2 separate regions of the Mus musculus genome follow, and region 2 is linked to region 1. A link is a contact called in public promoter capture Hi-C data. All regions are on one chromosome and are shown on one strand. The core of a region is the stretch at or near the end of the contact, and the rest is flanking DNA. Distances in the headings are between cores, read along the strand shown.

Region 1 (7,227 bases), core at 2,670-5,169:
CCTCCCCCGCTCCCAGGCTCGGCTGGCAGGGGGCTCAGGACGCAACCCCTGGTCACCTCCTTGGAGGGCAGTCCGCAAGCCTTCCGGAGCCCGGAGCTCGCATATCAGGGAAAGAGACGCAGTCTGTGTTTGCCGAGCCGGATACCCGCACGTTTCCAAGGATCTGGCCCGGCCCCCTCCTCCGCCCCTAGCTCTGAGTCGGACGGGCGGGCTCAGAAGGCATCAGCGGGTCTCCAGGCCCCGGGAGTAGCTGGCTAGTGGGCAGAGGGAGGGGCTGCGGTTTGTTGTTGGGTTCTGGGGGCCGGGGTCGGACTCACCTCCCGGACCAGCGCCCTCGGGAGACTCCATGCGGCCAATGGGGTCCGCGGGGGGTGTGGGCAGCGGCGGCGACAGCCCGGGTGCCCCAACTGCTCTGGTGACTACTGAGTCCGGGCTTCGGGCACAGCGCATCGGGGCAGCAGCTAAGGGGCCGCGGTGGCGGGGAGGAGCCCGCGGGGCGGGGCGCGCAGCTGCTTCTGGCGCCGCTCCCCTCCCCATCTCCAGCAGCCAGCAGCACAGGTGCAGCCCCGCCCTGCTCCTCGCGCGCCCCCTGCCGACCCGGCCAACAACAACCCCCCCCCATCCCACTCCCACCCCCCCACCCCCACCCCCACCCACCCTTCTGCAGGGACGTAGCCCTTTGCGGACCTCCGACTTCAGCTAGCTTCCCTGGCTCCTGCGCACTGAGCTGCGCGCTGGCTGCGGTCCATCTATCCATCACAACCTCGGGCTTTTGTGGGGCGCCAGCGACATGAGGAGCCTGGCAAAAGAGTTAGGAGAGGAGGTGCCACAAGAAGGGCCAAAGCAGCCCCAGAACCCTCAACTGATAAGCCTGGAATTGTGGACCTGATTAATGCTATTGAATCCATATTGAGAGTACAAGTCCGGGAGGAGTGGGGGGTGACCTGGTAAAAAGAAGGCCTTGGATGTATTGATAACCCACAGCTGGAGTCCCATCTCCAAACGCCAGTCCTGCATCAGACCTGCTTGCATGGCACAGTGTGCCATTTAATTTTACGTCGACTTAACACAGCTGAAGTTATCTGAGAGGCGGGAACCCCAATTAAGAAAACGCCTCCATAATGTTCCGCCGTAAGGCATTTTCTTAATTATTGATGTGGGAGGGCCAGGCCACTGTGGGTAGCGCTATTTCTGAGCTGGTAGTCCTGGGTTCTATAAGAAAGCAGGCTAAGGCCAGGCTAAGGCTAGGCCTTGGTACCACAGACCTTTAATTATCCCAGGGCTGAGGCAGAGAGGCAGAGGCAGGCGGCTCTTTGAAAACAGCTTGAGCAAGTCGTGAGGAGGAAGCCAGTAAGCAGCTCCTCCTCGGCCTGGGCGGCAGTTCTTGCCTCCAGCCTCCTGGCCTGCTTTCCCTTCTGGCCCTGACTGCTTTTGTCGACGAACAACGGTGTGGAAGTGTAAGCCGAGTATGTATTTCTCCCCAAGTTGTTTCGGTCGTGGTGTTTCCTCACAGAAATTGTAACCCTAACTAAGATACACAGTATCTCTTTACTCCTAGAGATCTAAAGATGCCCGGCACAGAGACCGACAGACAGCAACTTTCTCCAGGTTGCACAATTCAGGGTTAGAAGTCAGAAGGCCCAATCTAAAATCCATTTACACTTTTACAAAAAAACAAAAACAAAACAACAAAGGAAATTATCAGAGAAGATGAGTTATTCATAACTGAACAGGCTGAGGGGAATTTGAGTGGATGAAATAAGTTGGTACTGCCTTGGGCAGAATGGATGGCTAGGACAGTAGCCAAAAAGCTTCATTGAATCAAGTAGGGTCTGAGTCAAAGCTCTGGCTTTCTGCCCAGCTCTAGTGGACACAAGGTAGCCTGTGGCCTTTAAGCTTGAAGGCCGATTTCAGAAAGTTAAATAGTTCTTAGTTTACAAAACAAGGGAACATCCCCACCAGCTGGCTAAAGCCCTCTGAAACCCCACCAGGCCTGGCTGAGTCAGTGCTCGGTCCTTGGTCATTCCTTTCCTCCCTGGGACAAAACCAGGGTTATAAGGTTAGCTTAGGGGGAGGGGGAGGGCTGGAGAGATGGCTCAGCGGTTAAGAGCACTAAGTTCAAATCCCAGCAACCACATGGTGGCTCACAACCATCCCTAATGAGATCTGATGCCTTCTTCTGGGGTGTCTGAAGACAGCTACAGTGTACTTAAAATAAATAAATCTTAAAAAAAAAAAAAAGAAAAAGAGGGTTGGGCATAGGCCACTATTAGGTACCTGGGACATTAGCAGGCTGTGCTTTCCAAAATAGTAAAGCAGTTAAAATGTCAGGGAGCCAATCATGGTGCTACACACCTGTCCCAAATGCTTCACAGGTGGAGGCAGGAGGAGCAGTTCATGTTCATCTCTGATCTTGCTGATGGTCTGGCTTTGAGGTCAGCCTTGGCTACATGGACTCCGCCTCAACAAACAAGCCAAAACTGCTGGAACCATTTCTTCCAGAACCGTACCATCAGGATCTTTTAGCTGCAGTGCTGTTGGAGCCTGTGACTGCACTGGCTAGTAGAGTGTGGGAGATGTGAGACAGTGCAACTCCCAAGGCTAGGTCTTTAGGAAAGAAATCCAGCTTTCTTGGAAGGCTCCCGTAAAAAACAGGCTACCCGGAGTCCACCTGTGTATGTTCCGGCTGACAATCTGAGCTCTCGGCTGACAGCATTCGACAGCTGACCTAACTGTGCTCAGGTGCTTCTAGGTGCTGCTTTTGAGTTTCCCAGGCGAGTGGGGCTCGCCTTAAAGTTCACTGACAGCAAACAGCGTGGCGGCTATGTTGGACTTTTGTTAAGATTTACTACAAATAAGCCACTGTTAGAATGCTCACAAGGATCCGGTGTTGTTCTTCCAGCGGGCCATTCTTCAAGAATCTGGGAGAGGGGACACTGGGAGGTTGGGTTAGCAAACAGGGGAGTCTCATTGCTAGGAGCCTCAGATCCCCACCACTGAGCAATCTTTCTCTCCTGCTGCATCCACTTATGGGTGTGGAATCTTCATCCTCAGAGCAGGCAGAGGAGCATAACCTGCTGTCCCTTCTGTTTCTGTTTTACCCTGTCCTGCTAAGCCACTTTGTTGTTGTTTTGCTTTTGTTTTGTTTCTCTTTCTTTTTATGTATGTGCATACACTGCAGCTGTACAGATGGTTGTGAGCCTTTATGTGGTTGTTATGCAGGGTGCAGCCCTGCTCCAAGCAACTCCAATCAACTCGCTTATTTATTATTATAAATAAATACACTGTAGCTGACTTCAGACGCATCAGAAGAGGGCGTCAGGTCTCATTATGGGTGGTTCTACCTTCAGAAGAGCAGTCAGTGCTCTTACCCGCTGAGCCATCTCTCCAGCATTTTTTTCTTTTTTTTTTTTTTTTTTTTTTTTTTTTTTTTGAGACAGGGTTTTTGGTATGTAGCCCAGGCTAGCTTCCAACGCATGCAGTCTTCCTCTCAGCTTCCCCAGTGGTCGCAGGCATAACACCCTTAGCGTTTTTCTTTCTGGAAGCCCAGCTTTACACGTTCAGTCTCATCAGAGCAGCATGTGGAAGGAATTTTCACAAGCAGGGCAAGGTGGATGGGCCGCAGGAGCGGGCTCTTAGCTCAATATTTGCATCCAATTTGGGAACTTGGCTTGGGAGGCAGATTAATCATTCAGACTTTTCTCTTTATCCGTTCCTCCTTGTGAGCGCCCGCCATGTAGACTCTGGAGAACCCGAGGAACCACAATAGGTTTCTTCTGTAGCCCAAGTTGTAGTGGGAGAGAGACCAGCAATACACCGAGGGCAACACTAGCTCTTCTGGCGCGTTGTTAGGGACGCACTCCCGGTTGCCCAGGTCCCTTAGGGCGGGGGTGGGTGGGAGGGGAGAACTGGAGGATAGTCTCGCGAGGATTTGAGAACCAGCACGGGATCTAGTCGGAGTTGCCAGGAGACCGCGCAGCCTCCTCTGACCAGCGCCCATCCCGGATTAGTGGAAGTGCTGGACTGCTGGCACCATGGTGAGTCGGCCTGTGCTCGGAGTGTCCAGTGCACAGAGAACCTGGGAGGCTTTCGTGCAGAAATGTGGAGAGGGTCGGGTCCCCGGGACTGGGAGGGCCTGCAATTTTGGATTACTAGAATGGAGAGCTGGGCGCAGTTCTTCCGTGTGGTCCCGGTTGGGGAGGCCAGGAGGCCGGGGCCTGCATTCAGGTTCTCTGGGATGATCATCACACTGGCTAGACTGAGAGTCCAGTGTGCAAGGCGTCCAGAAATCAGAAGCTGAGTCCGTCAGATCCTTGGGACCAGTACTTAAGGGCTCAGGGGTCAATTAAGTGTCCACAGGGCGCAGAATCCGGCACAGGAGAAACCCCGAGAACTCGGAGGTGGAAAACCTAGCGTGTACCATGTGGCCGGAGGCCTCCCTACCAAGGGCAGAGTGTCATGGAGTGACCAGGGATACACACCTTGGGTATCTCAGGCTCCTGAGAAGAAGAAGGCCGAAGCCCCCTGTCTCCTTTATTTTTCTCACATAATGCCCCGCCCCACCCAGGAGATAGATGCTGTCAGTAGTGCAGTGTCTTGGCAGATGTGCTAGGGCATGGGTCATTAGCTGGTGGGGTGGCATCTTCCTGCGTCTGCCTGCCTGGAACTATGGCCGATATTAACTGCTGCTTAATCTTCCCGCCAAGCATTTATGGCCTTGTCAAGGCTGCTAGAATAAAGCAGGCCCTGTGAGCAGTGTCTGCTGGGAACATCTGCAGACAGACACAGTGTGTGCGGTGTGCTCAAGACCAGAGTTCCCTGAAGTGGGTTCATAATGGCAGACACGAGTCAGGAAGCCTCAGATTCGGTCATTGCTGTGAGGTCTCTCCAAAAGGCTTATTCTCGGTCCTTGCTGATGAGGGTCTTCTGTGTCTCTGTGGTGGCTATGAAGCGTGGTTGCCAGTATACTTGTGGGGTGGGGCGGGTGTGTGTGTGTGTGTATCCCTCCTTTTTAAAGCCCAGATAAGTTTTTCTTTTTATCTTTTAGGTTTCCACACTACCTCCTCAAATGCTGCCTTTCCCAAAACACCCCTTCTCCACCCCCCCATAAGTTTTTCTTTTTTTTTTTTTAATGTAAGATTTGTTTTATATATGTGAGTACACTGCTGCTGTCCTCCAACACACCAGAAGAGGGCATCAGACCCCATTACAGATGGTTGTGAGCCACCATGTGGTTGCTGGGAATTGAACTCAGGACCTCTGGAAGAGCAGTCAGTGCTCTTAACCTCTGAGCCATCTCTCCAAAAGAATGTTTTTAACCGTAACAAAGAAATTCTTGTCCTACATCCAGGAGTGAATGGGTTTGAAGTGTTTTCTTTCTCCTTCCCTTCCCCCTTAGTGCTTCTCCAAATGAGATCTCTCTCCCTCCCCACCTCTGGTATATTAATGGGGGGGAGGGATCAGTATAATGATACCCCCTAGGTAAATGTTCCAGTCAGCACTGTGTGAACAGTCAAGGTCAAGATTCTAAACAGGCATTCCTTCCCCTTATGCCTGTGTGAACCGAGTCAGTCAAAGAGGGACACCCTGAGGTAGAGCTGACCATGTGAGCAGTCAGTCCATCAAGGAGGGACACCCTGAGATAGAGTTGTCCTGTACTTAACTCAGTCCTCTCTTCTTCACACAAAGGCACCCAAAAAGAAAGGGAAGAAGGGGAAAGCCAAAGGGACCGCGATTGTTGATGGCGTCGCACCAGAGGACATGACCAAGGAGCAGGTGAGCACAGCCCTTGGAGCCTGGCTCAAGGGTGGGGTAGGCACCGCTGCAGATGTGCTGGCGAAACTCTTATCTGTGTGTCTGTCTACTCTCAGTCTGTCCAAACGTAACGTGTCTATCCCGTGCCCGTAGTTTCCTCACTTCACCTGGCATGACATACTTTTAAATGCAGTGTATCCATGTGAGGACACTTTGTAATAGGAACCTGGAAGGCGTCCCCCCACCCCTCGAATATGATAGGTATTTTTAAACTTTGTGCATTTTATTTCATCCTTATCTTTTCATATACCCAGTGGTCACAGAGCTGATTTGTAAGTGTTAAGACAGATATGTCATTCTTTGTTTGCCAGTAAACATTATATCAAAGGGGAAGATTTTAGCCAAGTGTGGTGGCGCCTGCCTTGGGAGGCAGAGGCAGGTAGATTAATCTCAGTAATTTCAAGGCCAGTCTAATCTACATAGTGAGTTCTGAGTCAGCCAAAGCTATATAGAAAGGCACCGTTTCAAAAAACCAAAAAAAGAAGGAGAAAAAAGGAAAGTTTTAAAAGGAACACAATTTACTTAAAACTACATTGTCTTCGTCTGATTAATTACTCACGTTTTTTTTGTTTTTTGTTTTTTTGTTTTTGTTTTTTGGTTTTTCCGAGCAGGGTTTTTCTGTGTAGCCCTGGCTGTCCTGGAACTCACTCTGTAGACCAGGCTGGCCTCAAACTCAGAAATCTGCCTGCCTCTGCCTCCCAGTGCTGGGATTAAAGGCGTGCGTCACCACCGCCCGGCACACCCCCAGTTTTTAAAATTAGTGTTCTGTCTTTCATTTATACATCTGGACAACATGTGTGGGTTGGTTCTTTCCTCCACTGTGTAGGAGTTGGGATTGAACTCAGGTTTTCCGGCTTGGCAGCAGACCCCTTTACCTGCTGAACCATTGTGCTGGCCCCTGGCTGTTTTATTTTTGACAAAACTTCCAATAAGGGGTAGCCCTATTGGGGCTGCCTCTGTTTGACTGCTCATGCTTAGCTTGGGAGGAGGTTTTCTTCATTTACTTTATTTTTTTGTTAAGACTGGTGCCACACCACTGAGCTACACCCCTGGTTCTGGAGGGATGTCTTCAGTATATGTTTAGGTTGTATTGTGTTGTAGTGTCCTTATACAAATGATCTTAAGCCACTCATGTATATTGATGTAAAAGGCTCTTACAAAACCACAACCCGTGCCAACATGGCATGTCTCCCTGGGTCTGAGTCGGTGACGGTTGCTGTGGTGGTTTGAATATGCTTGGTCCTGTTGGGAGGTGTGGCCTTGTCCGAGGAAGTGTGTCCTCGTGGGGGTGGGCGTGAGGTCCTACGGTCTAGCTTCCCCTCAGTCCCTTTCTGAAGCACTAGTCAGAGTGCGGCGTGCATGTTCCCTCATAGGCACCTAGCCACTGCCCAGCATCCTTCCACAGAGCCGCTT
Region 2 (7,227 bases), core at 1,710-4,209, 920 kb after region 1:
GCTGTTCTCCCAAAGAGCAGTTCAGTTCCCAGGAAGACTCTGCCATCTACACAAGGGTTAAAGTACGGACACCAGCCTGCCAGTGTTTGTCTGTAAGTCTTCCCAAGGGGACCCACACCTCAGAGCAGAGCCTGAGGGAGGTGCTAGAGCCACTCCCCTGCCATTGCCAGCTGTGCTTTCCCAAGCATGCTCCATCCAGATAGCTGAAGCCACGGAAAATAGGGATGGGGCGGAGAAGACTTGAACAGTCTGAAGGGCCAGGATTCTCACCAGTAACTACCGAATCTCTCCCTCCCTCTTCTCAGCTCGGCACCCCTGACTCTCTACTATATGCACAAAAATCTCCATGGAGCCACAGAACTGCTGCTCTAGAGCAACTCAATATGTAACGGTCCCATCATGCACCTCTTTCCTGCCCAAAGACTCAGCAAAGGTCTCCAGGTCTTCAAGGGAATCAAGCTGCATTCTCCCCAAAGAAAAGAAACTCTCCACCAGCAGCGAGGGAGCAGCTCCATATGCCCATCTGCACACTCACACTCATGCACAGATACAATTGCTTACAGTGGGGCAAGTCAGTATGTCCCATAGCAACCAGGAGTCCTATGCAGTCCTCATTAGACTGCTGCAGCCGTAGCAATCGCAAATGTTCTATTATGAAACAATGTAACGTTGTAACAGATCAAAACACCACTCTTCCTCTCCCCCCACCCTGCCCGCCCAGTTACATCTGTTAAGCAACTGGGCCACACAGAAGGGAGAGAGATTCAGGCAGCGTTTGTGGAGATGTAAAGCAGCAATTGCTGGAGCGCCCCGGATGCTGTAGCTTAGCACGCTGAACCTCTTGGTTGAGCGCTGCAGCAACCGACTTCCTAATAAACACATCCATCTCTCTCCACGCTCCTGGGCTCAAGGATCTTTTCTGACCAACCTGGAAATCAGGAATCTATTTTAAGCTCTGATAAATCACTTTCCTTGGGCTCAACAAGCCATCAACTCTGTCCCTCTCCCCTTTCCCCGTGTTTCCCTTGGGTAGCGGGTACCACAGAGGAAATTCTAAAGTAGATCTAAATTTAAACGAGAGGATCGCTCCTAAAGCAGAAAAGCAACACTGGCCACAAATACCAGCAAATAGCCGCTAATGCCTTTGCCTAAGGAACCTCTGAGTGACTCTCAGGAACAGGCTCAAACTCAGTGGCACTATCAGAAAGGAGGATATGACCCTAATGCCAGTGGCAGGCAATCCTGGACTTCAGGCTGGGAGTGGACAGAGTGAACAGTGGACAGAGGGCTTTGCTTCTGAACATCTTGACTTATACATTACTAAGAAAGAAAGTTCTGGTTAAATCGCTTTTGTGTGTTTACCCTTCTCAATACCAGACCCTTCATCTAAACTAAGCCCAGCACGACATCCCTATTTTGCCCTGTGACCTCAGCTTTGCCGAATTCTCCTCTGTAGACATCTACAGTAGGCATCTTAAGTGCTGCAAGATCAACACAGGATCACAAAGGCTCACAGCACGAAGACTGACAAACCAGGGCACCAGGCTGGTACAATCCCAACATCCAATATGGAAAGCAGCTGTCCAGGGCAGGAGGCCTTTAAGGCACACTGGGAAATGAAGGGTGGCATATAGGAGGACAATTTAGAGTACCATAAACCACAGCCAAATGGTTGGGTTTTAAAATGTACCCACTTAGAACCTTGCATGGTGATGGTAACCCTCCAATCCAGATGCAACTTTGCCCATCCACACCGCAGCCTGGCAAGGTTGCAGAACACTCCCTCCAGGGCTGGGCCAACCTTTCCCATTGCCAGCTCCCTGCAGCTACGTTTCCATACCCAGGCCCTGGAGCCTACCTCCTGTGCACCTGCAATCTTGAGGAACAATAGCTATAGTGTCATGTACACTGCCCAAAGTGTGTGTGTGTGTGTGTGAGTGACACACACACACACACACACAGAGAGAGAGAGAGAGAGAGAGAGAGAGAGAGAGAGAGAGAGAGACTATGCAAAGGGGCACTCCTTGGTGCCCATTCACACTGGTTGTGTGCACTTCACAGAATATATGGTGTAACATCTGGCTGCTAGGAAGCCATGGAGCCTGAACAGCAGCACTGAGGATCATATGGGAAAGCAGTTTCCACATCTCAGAAAGCAGAAGCTGACCAAGCTGCTGCAAAGCAGCACTATTTTAGACTCTGCAGAAGCCAACAGCTGAGGGCTCAGAGTAGCAGGGTGGCTGTGCTCAACTCCAGTCGCCTCCGGATAATCTGAGTCTGGTCTACACACCTTGAAAGTAACTCGGACTAACACTCCCTAACGCAGTGGAATCACCCTTGGCTCCTTCCGGTGCTCAGCTAGAGATCGACTGGCACCACAGGAAGTTTCTCGGGAAAACAGAGAGCAGTGAAGATGCTGATATGCTCTGGCTCTGGGCTCTCTATGTGCTTCAGCTGCGACTGGCCTGACCCCTGACACCTAGATCCTGCGTACTGCAAAGGACTCAGCCTCAGCCGTGCCAGGCGTTTGGATCCCCTCCACCAAAAGAGCCATACTTTACTGACCCCACAGGTGTGACACTGCCAGACGACCGAAAGCCTCTGGCAAAGTGCTGCTGGCTTGGTCTCCACCCACGAGAAACCTGGGACCACCATCCTGTGCAGTAGGACCCTCTCTGTTTAATCCCTGCTCCCCAAACCAGCTGTTTCCAGAAACACACAGGTGCAGGTCGGGTGTGTCTGGAACCAGTCTGGCCCGTGCTCCAGCCTTCAGACCGCGCCCTGTGTGTCCCTGCACCCCAGTGTCCCCGGTCGATCCTCACCACCGGTGTCCTCGAAGCGCGGGGACGGGCGATCCCTCAGCACGGCGCTCCAGCCCCCACCGGTCTCGTCCTCCTCGAGTTCCAAGGGATCCGCGGCGTAGGATGGCGGGGCGGTCCCCGGAGGCGCGGGGCGCTCACGCTCATCGTCCGAGGAGGCGGCCGAGGAGGAGCGTGAGGCTGCGGAGGTGCTGTAAAAGGGGTTCCCGCCGCTGTCCGGGCCCGACTCGCCGAACACGTCGTCCGAGATGTGCAGGCTCTCGTAGCGTGCACGGGCTGCCTCCAGCAGCGCCGGAGCCCTCCTCCGTGAGCCCCCACCGCCCTCGGCCATAGCCCCGGCCGCCGCCCGCGCGCCCACACCCCACAGCGCCTCCCAGCCGCACACGCCGGGCCCGGGACCCCCGCCGCGGCCCGTGGCTCCCCACCAGCGCAGCCCGCAGCACAGCGCGCGCCGCCCCGCGCCCGGCCGGCCCGCCGTCTTGGCCGCTCGGGCCGCGCGCCCGGGATGCGCCTTGGAGCTCGGGCGCCGCTGGCTGCGGCCGCGGCGGGAAGAGACTCAGCCGCTGCCCAGAGCCGCCGCCGCCCCCACCCGCTGCGTCTCCGCCGCGCCCGGCCCCGTCGCGTCCCCGCGCACCCTCCCCGCGGCAACCGCGTTGCGCCGCCGACCTTCCCGGGCGCGAGCCGTGGACCGGGCCCGCCTCCAGCACCTTCAGCTGCTGGCCAATAGAGAGCGCCGGCCTCGCGGGGGCGGGGATAGCAGGTCGCCCTGCCTCCTCGGGGCGTGACGCTAGGGCAGTCAGTCGCGAGGAGCCCCGCCCATAAGCTCATAGCCGCTCGCCGGCGTGGGGAGGGAGGCGGGTCCCGGTGCTCCGTGCTCTTTGGCCCGCCCCTTGCGCAGCCGCGCCCGGCTCCGAGGAGCTGTCCGCCCAGCGGTTCTGAAATTCACTCTGCGGACACGCTCCAGGTGGGCGGCCAGCCGAGGCTGCGCCCAGCACTCCTGTGAATTTCAGGTTGCCCTTCTAGCTTCCCCGAACCTTGCTCTTTTGGGAACCTGGGTCAGACACTAAAACAGTCTCTCCTCCAACAACTGTCATGTAAGGACCGCAACACTGGAATGAGGTGGCTCGTCATTTCTCACAGTCCTTTGATGCTCACATCTTCTGAACTCAAAATTGCTTCCATGAGAACTATCACCACCTGCGCCCTGGTATCACTTGCACAGGCCTAAGACAACGCACATCTGGAAGAGGATTATATGATCAGGAAACAAACAGCTGGTCGCCAGGGTTTCAGAGATCTAACAATGGAGCAGAGTCTGTCTCCTCTCTTCTGGGGGCAAAGCATGAGGCCGGCTGGCCGACCTCCCCTCATCAGAATGTCTTCTCTCCTCCTCCTCCTCTCAAACATAATGCAATAAGTCACATTAATGGTAACTGGGTCATAAAGTCACTTTCACTCCGACATAAAATAAATCCAAGTAGATGTGAAGGGCTTGAGACCCCTATTGGGTGTAGTAAATGATAATTACACAAACGGAAGACAATGGGTTTCTATTTCTAAGAAAAAGGGTGCTGGGACCCATCTGCCCTGGCTGAGATTTTCACTCACGTCTGCCTGTGCCCAGACCCTGTGACCTGCAAACCAGGTCTCTGCACAGGCTTGAATCCATGACAATCACAAGCAGCCAGGCTGGAAAGAGAAAGCGACTTACTGATCTTCCTCCTCTGTGTGTATTTAGCTGATAAGCAAGAAAGTATTTGCAGAGCACTGCCACTCTCTTGAAAAAGCATGCCAAAGAAGTGTGTGTGTGTGTGTGTGTGTGTGTGTGTGTGTGTGGTGGGGGGGGTGGGGGTTCTAGCATTCCTGTGTACAGCAAATTGACAAAGGCTGTGAAGTGGGTACCTATAAATAGACTTGACCAGAAAAAGGATGAAAAAAAAGCAGCTAATGTGGGTGTGGTTCTGGCCAATTTGCCATCGCGGGAGCACGGGACAGAACAGTAACAGTTAAAGCAGGGACAGCCATTCGTTGACCCCGATATGGTGCTCAGACCAAGGAAATACAGGGCCTCTGTGCTTTCTGGGCTCCTCTTCCAGTAGCTCACATGGCAGCAACAGAAGGAAGAGGTCTGGGGATTTAGTTCAGCTAGCAAACTGTTGCTAAGCATTCAAGAACCCCCTCGGCTTGATCTCCGGGAATGCACAAGCCAGCTGTGGTGGTACAAGCTTGTGATCCGGAGCAGTTGGGAGATGGAGGCAACAGAGTCAGAAGTTCAAGGTCACCCTCGGCAGAGTGAGATAGCAAGTTGGAAGCCAGCCTGGGTATAGCAGACACTATCTCCAAAAGGAAACAATAAAGAGGAGGAAGTGGAGAAAGGGAAGGAAGAGACTGGGAGCAGAAGTTTATCAAATAGAAAGTAGACAAAGGAACGTGCCTGGGTGGTGGGGCTGGGGAGATGGTTCAGTGATTAAGAGTACAGGCTATTCTTGCAGAGAACTAGGTTTAGTGCCCAGCACACATATGGCAGCTCAGAACTGTCTCTAACTCCGGGTATAGGGAATCCAATGTCCGCTTCTAGCCTCTGAGTGTAGCAGGCATGCACACAGTGCACATACATACACGCATGCAAACAAAAGACTCATACTAACATAAAAGTATACACATCTTTTCTTAAAATAAACACTGTTGTCATTTTTAATTTTGTCTGAGCCTTCTTTTTATCTTTAATTTTATATTATTCATTCATTCATTCATTCATCATTCATTCATTCATTCATTCATTCATTGTGGTGCTTGGGATTGAATTAAGAGCCTTGCAGGAGCCCTGGGCTCCTGGGCTATATTCTGAGGCCCTGATCCTCCTTTTACAGTGTACTGCCTTAGGTTGTCTTGTTTTGTTTATTTTCCTGTTAACATGATAAAATAGTCTGACAGGAGCATTTAAGGGAGAACAGGTTTATTCTGGCTCACAGCTTAAGGGTACAGCTCGTGGTACATGCCCCCATGCCCAGCTTTTTATACAGGTTCTGGGGGGTAAACTGAAGTCCTTGGATCTGTAAAGCAAGCACTTGACCAGCTGGTCAGTTGCCACCGCTCCATTCAACTTGTCCTAGCTAAGCTGCTAGGAGCTGAGACAGTCTGTCCCAGAACTCTCTTCTCCCCCACCCCTCCCCCACTGCCACTGCACTTGGGACATTACCAGTGAGGTTGGCAAGCAAGAATCCAGGGAAGGACGTGAAGAAGAAGGCAGGGAGTGGATCCTCATCCTAAGGACCGTTTTTTTTTTTTCTCCTTGAGTTGTTTAGATAATTTACATTCCCATGTGGTAATTAGGGCAGCAGACCCCTGCTGGGGAGCACAAATAACTCTGATTAGTCTTTCAAACTGCCTTTCCTTTTCCAGGGCTTGAAATCATTTTTTTTTTCCAAGTGACTATTATGGAATGTTTAGAGTGAAAAAAAAATATTTCAAGTTAAGCTTTTATATTCTTAGGTAACAGGGGACTTGAAAGGATCTGTGCTGATTCCAAAAACCTTCCCACGAATTTTGGTTTTGCTCTGTAGATAGGCTCGCCTATGTTGTCCCTGGTGGATTTTAGGGGTGGGTCACCCAGTCTTTCCTCCTCATCCTCCTCCTAAACTGTAGTCTCCCTGTGTAGCCCATGCTGGCTTTGAACTCCTAGTAATCCTCCTGCAGCAGAAGAACAAAGTGTGAAGAGTAAGGTGCAGAAGGCCTTACACAAAGCCTCATGGAATTAGCAGTTGAGAGAACACAGCTGGAACAGAGGGGAGAGAGCTACAAAAGCCGTGTGGATTGGATGGAGCTGAGGCCCAGGCACAGAGGCACATGGCAGCTGGGTGCAGCCCCTTGCTGCACTGTGCTAGCAACACTGGGTAACAGTGTTAGTAATCACAATGTTACATTTAAGCATCTAATTGGGCATCTGATGCAGGAAGCTGTACCTTGAATGACTGGAGGGCTGGAGAGACAGCTCAGCAGTTAAGAGCACTTTCTGCTTTTCCAGACGACATACACAAGTTCAATTCCCACGTCTAGTGGCTCATACCTGCATGCAATTCCATCTCTATGGGATCAAACACATTTCCCTGGACTCTACAGACACATGTCCACTCAAGCTCATGTGCACACACACACACATACACACACACACAAATAAAAAGTGAAAAATAAATCTTTAGATGTACACGGTGGACCATGCTCATATTATTATTATATATTAACATAATTAATTTATATTGCAATGTTATAATTTTATACAATATAACATAATCACAATATTATAATTTAAAATATAATAATAATATTATACAAAGCCAGTATTATTATGTAAAGGAGAAAAAAAAACTGGCTAAGGTAACATAGAAGCCCAGCTTTGTGTACGGAATGC

What was found. Promoter capture Hi-C pulls out the DNA fragments that hold promoters and counts their contacts.
Region 2: a promoter capture Hi-C map of liver shows a contact between it and region 1, with 3 times the contacts expected there. The contact joins the promoter of Pgbd5 here to the promoter of Gas8 in region 1. A contact is called at or near these places in 3 of 39 promoter capture datasets (liver and pre-B cells).

Annotation. Positions count from the first base shown.
Region 1 is chr8:123,514,916-123,522,142 of GRCm38.p6, forward strand. It overlaps Gas8 (growth arrest specific 8), which reads left to right and starts at 3,920. Exons shown (of 11, transcript NM_018855.2): 1 at 3,920-4,037; 2 at 5,689-5,775. The coding sequence starts at 4,035. It overlaps Dbndd1 (dysbindin (dystrobrevin binding protein 1) domain containing 1), which reads right to left and starts at 540. Exons shown (of 4, transcript NM_028146.4): 1 at 318-540. The coding sequence starts at 450.
Region 2 is chr8:124,430,977-124,438,203 of GRCm38.p6, forward strand. Pgbd5 (piggyBac transposable element derived 5) reads right to left here and starts at 2,960. Exons shown (of 7, transcript NM_171824.2): 1 at 2,823-2,960.